Regions from separate parts of the Mus musculus genome. Here region 2 is linked to region 1. A link is a contact called in public Hi-C data. All regions are on one chromosome and are shown on one strand. Each heading gives the region's core, a stretch centred on a gene start, on an enhancer-like site or on the middle of the called end of the contact. The rest is flanking DNA. Distances are from core to core; before and after follow the strand shown.

The links. A called contact is a pair of places that touch in the nucleus more often than the background predicts.
Region 2: a Hi-C map of the C2C12 cell line shows a contact between it and region 1, with 2.3 times the contacts expected there. The contact joins two enhancer-like sites. A contact is called at or near these places in 1 of 15 datasets of contacts at CTCF or cohesin (the NIH/3T3 cell line), 6 of 484 Hi-C or Micro-C datasets (the C2C12 cell line, adipose-derived mesenchymal stem cells, embryonic fibroblasts and 2 more) and 2 of 115 datasets of contacts at active chromatin or transcription factors (embryonic fibroblasts and pancreatic cancer cells).

The regions. Positions count from the first base shown.
Region 1 is chr2:117,880,880-117,883,896 of GRCm38.p6, reverse strand. All of the region lies in intron 3 of 4930412B13Rik (RIKEN cDNA 4930412B13 gene), which reads right to left. All of the region lies in intron 8 of Gm13986 (predicted gene 13986), which reads left to right. Among named protein-coding and RNA genes, the nearest start is that of 4930412B13Rik, 60 kb to the right of the region's middle. Within about 2 kb of position 1,621, at least 38 of the 459 cell types and tissues checked have an H3K27ac peak or open chromatin away from gene starts, as enhancers often do. A contact at or near this core is called in the C2C12 cell line and pancreatic cancer cells, where this site is marked.
Region 2 is chr2:117,801,270-117,804,286 of GRCm38.p6, reverse strand. No RefSeq gene overlaps it. Among named protein-coding and RNA genes, the nearest start is that of Gm13985, 10 kb to the left of the region's middle. Within about 2 kb of position 1,391, at least 51 of the 459 cell types and tissues checked have an H3K27ac peak or open chromatin away from gene starts, as enhancers often do. A contact at or near this core is called in the C2C12 cell line and pancreatic cancer cells, where this site is marked.

The sequences.
Region 1 (3,017 bases), core at 372-2,871:
TAAGAGCTATCCCAACAGGCTTGGTGGTAATCATCTTTAATCCCAGCACTTGAAAGGCTGAGGCAGGAGGATCTCTGTTTGCTCAAGGTCAGCCTGACCTACATAATAAGTTCCAGGCCAAAGGGGGCTCTGTTAGAAACTCAACAAACAAACAAGAGAACAAACAAACAAAAACAAAGCTATGATTGAGCAATACCTTACATAGAGATTGGATTTACAAAGGGAAGGCTGTAGTTGACTTTCTCTCTTTATACTGGGGTTTCGGGCACTCATCTTTTATGAGTTCTCTGAAAACTGCTCAAATGTGTCCTTCATTGTGACCATGACTGTGTCCTTGCCATGCTCCGTGCTGACCCCTGAACCTTTCAGCATGCCAGCAAAGGTTGTTTCAAATTCTTCAAAAAAGCTTTGGGTTTTAGATGAATGGTTTTTAGTCATTAAATATGTGTCATTTCACAGTTGTTGCTAGTTTCTGAAGTCCCCAGGAACCTAAGTACTGGATCTGATGAGAGGGAGCTGCGGATGGGGGAGAGGAACCATTTTTAGGAAAGTTGAGTAGACACTGGTGAGCAAAACCCCCTCTTTAACTCAGAGCATGCCACCCCTAAATGTAATTCTTCTTCCTCAAATAAACAGTCTGTTGATTTGTAATTCATGCTTATGTATCCCAGTGATATGTCATGTATTAAATGATGGATCAGGCCAGAAAATACATTGGCTCAATAGTGGGTATCTTTTCTTCCTTGGGCTGGGTCAGACACCTGTCAACATGGCAGCTGGTGATGGGTTGACCACAAAGCCAGCTGCTCAGTTTCGCTTGGGAAATCCTCTTGTTTCATCAGTTTGGGGATGACCACAAACTGGAATTAAAAGTCTTGCTCACGGCTGGGACCTGAGCAGAATTCATGACACCCAATGTATATCATCCTGTCTATACACCTTTGGAGGGCAGTCACAGCCAATGAGCTGAAAAAGAAGGCATATGGATGTGTGTGTGTGTGTGTGTGTGTGTGTGTGTGTGTGTGAGAGAGAGAGACAGAGAGAGAGAGAGAGACAGAGAGAGAGAGAGAGAGAGTTAGTTTGTGCCTATGGTGTGTTTTACTGAAGTATTTAAAATTTCTTTACATAAATGAAATTGCAGTAAAATGTATAGATCTTACATTGTAAACTGTACATTTTGATTAAGATATAACATATGAACACAGATATTTCTCTATCCTAGATGGTTCTCACATAGTCAGTGTCACTGCATAAAGTCAGCCTCATTTTGACTTCCTTGCACCCTCATTAGCTTTGCTCATTTTTCTGTCACTGATGCTCACACAGCTGCCTGGTGTCTCACGATCCTCCCCATCTGACACGCATCTGTAGGGATCCACGCATGCTCTTGCTTGTTTCAGCATTTGATCCTCTTCTTTTTGTTGAGTCACATTGCATTGCAGAAAGATGCCATGGTTTGTTTGTCCATTTTCCTGAGAGACACCACAGTGCTTTTTGTTAGAGCTGCTCTGAATAAAGCCATAATGAGCATTCCTGGGCACAGTGCTTGGGGACATGTGTTTTCATTTCTCTGGGGGTGATCTCTGAGGAGAGGAATGGTAAGATCATGACTAACAGTTGTCGTTTTCATTTTAACCACACTAGGGGGTGTTGTGTGGTGTCTGTCTGAGCTTTGCCTCTGCACACCCCCGATGAGTAACAGTGTCAAGCATCTTTATGTCGTCTTTGGTGAAATAGCTAAGATGTTTGTCCCTTTACACTGGGTCTTTAAAACAGTCTTAATTTATCAGTGTTTTGATTATATACAAAATTACATGTACTTATGAAGTAAAATGACCATTTATTCATATAAAACTTGATAACAACAACTAACACAGGAGAATATTAACCAGAAATGTACGAGTATCAGCCTACTTTATTGCAGTTCTGTTTTCATATTTTAAAAGTATATATAATATATTAAATTGTTTTAAAATATGTGTTTAAAAATTACATATTACCCTACATGTATGTTAGTGTAGCGTGTGAATGCCTAGTAACTGCAGAAATCAGAAGTGGGCATCCAGTCCCCTGGAACTAGAGTGACAGCTGGTTGTAAGTTTCCATGTGGATGCTGGGAACCCAACCCATATCCTTTGCAACTGTCCTTAACCATCTCTCCAGGCCCATAGACACTCTTTATACAGCTTAAATGCATCCTTTGCCCAGCATATGCATTTTAATGCCTTAGTTTCAAGCCTTTTGCCTTCAGCTTTTATTCTTTTCCTTTCCCCTTCAGTAATTGCTCTGCAAACTCGTCCATATTCACTTGAACACAGTACTACTCCATGTGGAATGCAAGGGGCCCACCACAGCACACTGCCAGGTATCTTCCTTGTCGTTTTGACGGTTACTTTTGTATCATTTGCTACTGCACAGGTTACAGACCTCCAAAACCAAGGCTTTTGCTTTTACTTTTAATTTTTGCCTTAAATGCTTCCTCTCCTGGCTTGGCTTGATACAATCTAGAATCATCTGAGAGAAGACCATTCGTTGAAGAACTGCCTAGATAACGTTGGTGCCTGGGCATGCCTAGGAAGAGTTGGTTAATTGATGTCTGAGGGCCCAACCTACAGAATACAAAGAACTTCATTGGATCTGTAACCTTCTAGGATGGAGGGCTTCATGTCTAGGGGAGAGTCCACTGCTCTCTGTAAAGCCAGCCATCATTTATTGCTGGTTTGTCTGGTTCATTGAATTGTTTTCTGGGTATTTGCTTTCTTGAGATTTTTTGGAACTTATCAGCACATGTGATGTTTGGTTCTTCACCACTCCCTTCAATTTTCTTTCTGTCTTTCTCTGAGGCTCTGTGAGCATACATAATGATCGGGTGTGGCGTTCCCAGAGACTTCTTTCAATCATTTTTCTTTCAGCTCTGTCTTGGGTAATCCTCATGTTATTAAATTCAACAACAGGGCTCACAGGTTTTTTGTTTGTTTGTTTGGTTTTTTGTTTTGTTGCTAATGTTTCTGTTACTG
Region 2 (3,017 bases), core at 142-2,641, 79 kb after region 1:
GAGAAATAAACTATGCATATCCTGCCTCAGTCTTAGAAGTGTAGGGCTAACATATACATTCTATTTGCACATAGATTTAGCAAATTTGGGATTCTCTCCTTCTATATAGTAAGATAAATATAGATATATCCATACAGACTTAACTTCAATTAATTTTCATAGCTCTAGAAGCCTTGAGTAAAATGACAACAGCCATTACATATCATGGAACCCCAATGATATTGCATGTGACTGTGGTGAGCTTGAAATAAGAAAGATTTGTTCTTCCAAACTTGTGCTGCTGATAAGCTTATTAAGAATATTTTATTCAACTAAATTAAAATAAAAAGTAATAGTAAAATACATCAAACACAGATATTCATCAGATAGTCTTACTAGGCAAGCAATCTGTAGTCACCATATTGGAAGACCACTTGGCATATTTATTGGCTAGATGTGCAGATGCCTGCAGAATCAGCCATTTGGTTTCCAGTATAGACTTAGCAGAAGTGAGTAACTGCAAAAAGGTCAAGTTGGAAAGTAACCAAAGAGTTGAACAGTAAAGAAACATTATCTGTTCATACAGTTAATGGCAGTGTAATTAACAGGACAAGAAGAATGAAGATCCCCAACCCTTAGCATACAACACCATGAAAGAAATTCATAAACATTATTCTGAGTAAAATTTAAAAAACGACACTTACATATAAGGTGAAACATGTTTATATTATTAAAACCCAGAATAGAGTTTATCCATAGACAGTATGAGAGGAGATCCTGGGATAGTGTCTAATTTCTTCAGCTGTATCTTAGTTGGATTGATATGTCACATTTGTAGACATGTGTCTGGCATCACATGCCATCTATGATTAAGCTATTTTATCTGTGTCCATTATATTTCAACAATCATTTTGTAGTTTTTTTTCCCCATGTGCTAGTTCATTCAACTTACACAATAACTCCAGGCAATAAGAAGGGCGGGATAACTTTCTCCCAGTTACCAAGAAGTGAACCTGACTCAAAGTTTTGTCCAAAGCCTTTGGGCTGATTAGTCATAGATCAAGATCAGGTAAAAGAAGGCAGTGCTTTATAGGCAGATCGCTCTGATGCCTAAAAGGTATTTAATAAATACTGTCTAGTGCTAAGTTGTAGAGTTCCTAGTAACAAAAAGGTAGTCATCTTACCGTGAAATTTTCTGGGGCAGTGGTGCATGTGTATGTGTGTGTGTGAGTGTATAGTGTGTGTGTGTGTGTGTGTGTGTGTGTGTGTGTGTGTGTGTGTGTGTGTGTGAGATCTCTGGCTGGATCACATGCATTCTCTCCTCAGAAGGAAACAGAGATATGCTCTGATTCAAATGCCCTTGGTGCTGCCAAAATACCTGTGGAAAATTGTGCAACTATGTCCCTCTAGGGCTTAGAAGTGAATGAGTCACACCCTCAGTTCTCAGACATAGTGCCCAGGAAAACAGGAAAGCTCACGTCGGCAGAAATCCATTATGTGACCTTGGATTAATCATTGAGCTTCTTTAGGGGCAATTGTCTGAAAGACCAATAGTATGAGATTCCCTCACTTAGAACCATATGTGTGTTCCTCCTGTAGTATACCTTTGTGAGGTTCCCTAAGGTTTTTTCCCTTCCACACATGCAACCATATTTCATCATTTTTAGAGGCATTGGACTGTATTCAAACTTGCCAGTTCCCTTCTGGTCACTTAAGATCAGATTTTACTTGTTTACATTTGAAATTCAGCATGGCCAGTTCCCTGCCTATCTTTAGCTAAGAAAGAAGACAATCAACTGAGTTATATAAGTAACCAGAAGTCATATGCAATTTCTTAATCATGCTTCCTCACAAAATATTCTATAGATGAGCTAGGATGTGGTACAGTGGTTGCTAAGCATGGCACAGGGCCATGAGTTCTATCCCCAAAAGTGCAAAAAAAAAAAAGTGTAATAAAACTTTTCTTGTCAACATAAAATTCCAGTTATTTATGATGTGGAAAACAAAAGAGATAAGAAGTCCCAGAAATGAAATCTGTAATTACTTGGATAATAACTCTGAACCTTCTTTGGAAAAAAATATGTAGAATGTAAAATGTTTTGATTTAGGGCTCAACTGTAATGTCAAGGTCATCCAATCATCCAATGAGCTCAGAAGGAATCTGAGAAAAATAAAGAGATAAATAGAAGCAGATGTTTGGAAACACTTGAATATTGCTAGGGAAATTGTATGGTTAGAAATCAAAATGTCTGTGTTGTATCCTCCACCCTAATAAGGCTATGATATCAGGCATTTAAGTGGCTGTTCAGCAACTTTTCAGAAAAGAGCCATGGTTCCATGTCCTCTATCACTAAATGCCTCCATGAGGTGTATTTTGAAATGAAGTCTTTGTTAGGATACCCCGAAGGAGCTATCCTGTCATGATTTCTATTACTCAAGACCTGCATTTAAAATTAGCAAAAGAGCATTTTGTTGGCAAGGAGATAACATTAGAAAGATTTTGTTTTTCAATTGGTCAGCACTTTCATCCTCAGAAGCAAACTTCTCTTGCTTTTAGTTGGTACAATGGCAAGAAGTAGAAACTCCCAGTTTATATTTAGTTGTCAAAGCATGACGTGCTGTTAACATAGTTCTGTGGAAGATATCGAGCCCTAAGGATCAAACCACAGATTAACAAAAGCCCAGTGAGGAGGTAGGATCTTCTGAAGTCCTCGGAGGGAAGGCTGGCCACGCGTCATGTGAAGGTGGCAAAGGAGAGGTCATTGCAATATGGGATTCAGGAGTCTCGAGAAGGGAGGTAATTAGTGAGAAAGGTTCAAAAATGGGGTAGTAATACTTAGTTGACATTTTGCTCTGCAAAGTTCCTGTTTGTTTTGTTGAGTCATCATCAAAAGCTCCAATCTTCCTAGTCGAAGAGGCAGAGAAACCATGATCATTTCCATCTGCTTACGAAGTCTGCACTGATCTAGCTTTGGAATTCTTGCCTTCTGCTTATCAAGGACCCAGATAAACTAACCCTTCCCCCAAATTGCACTTCC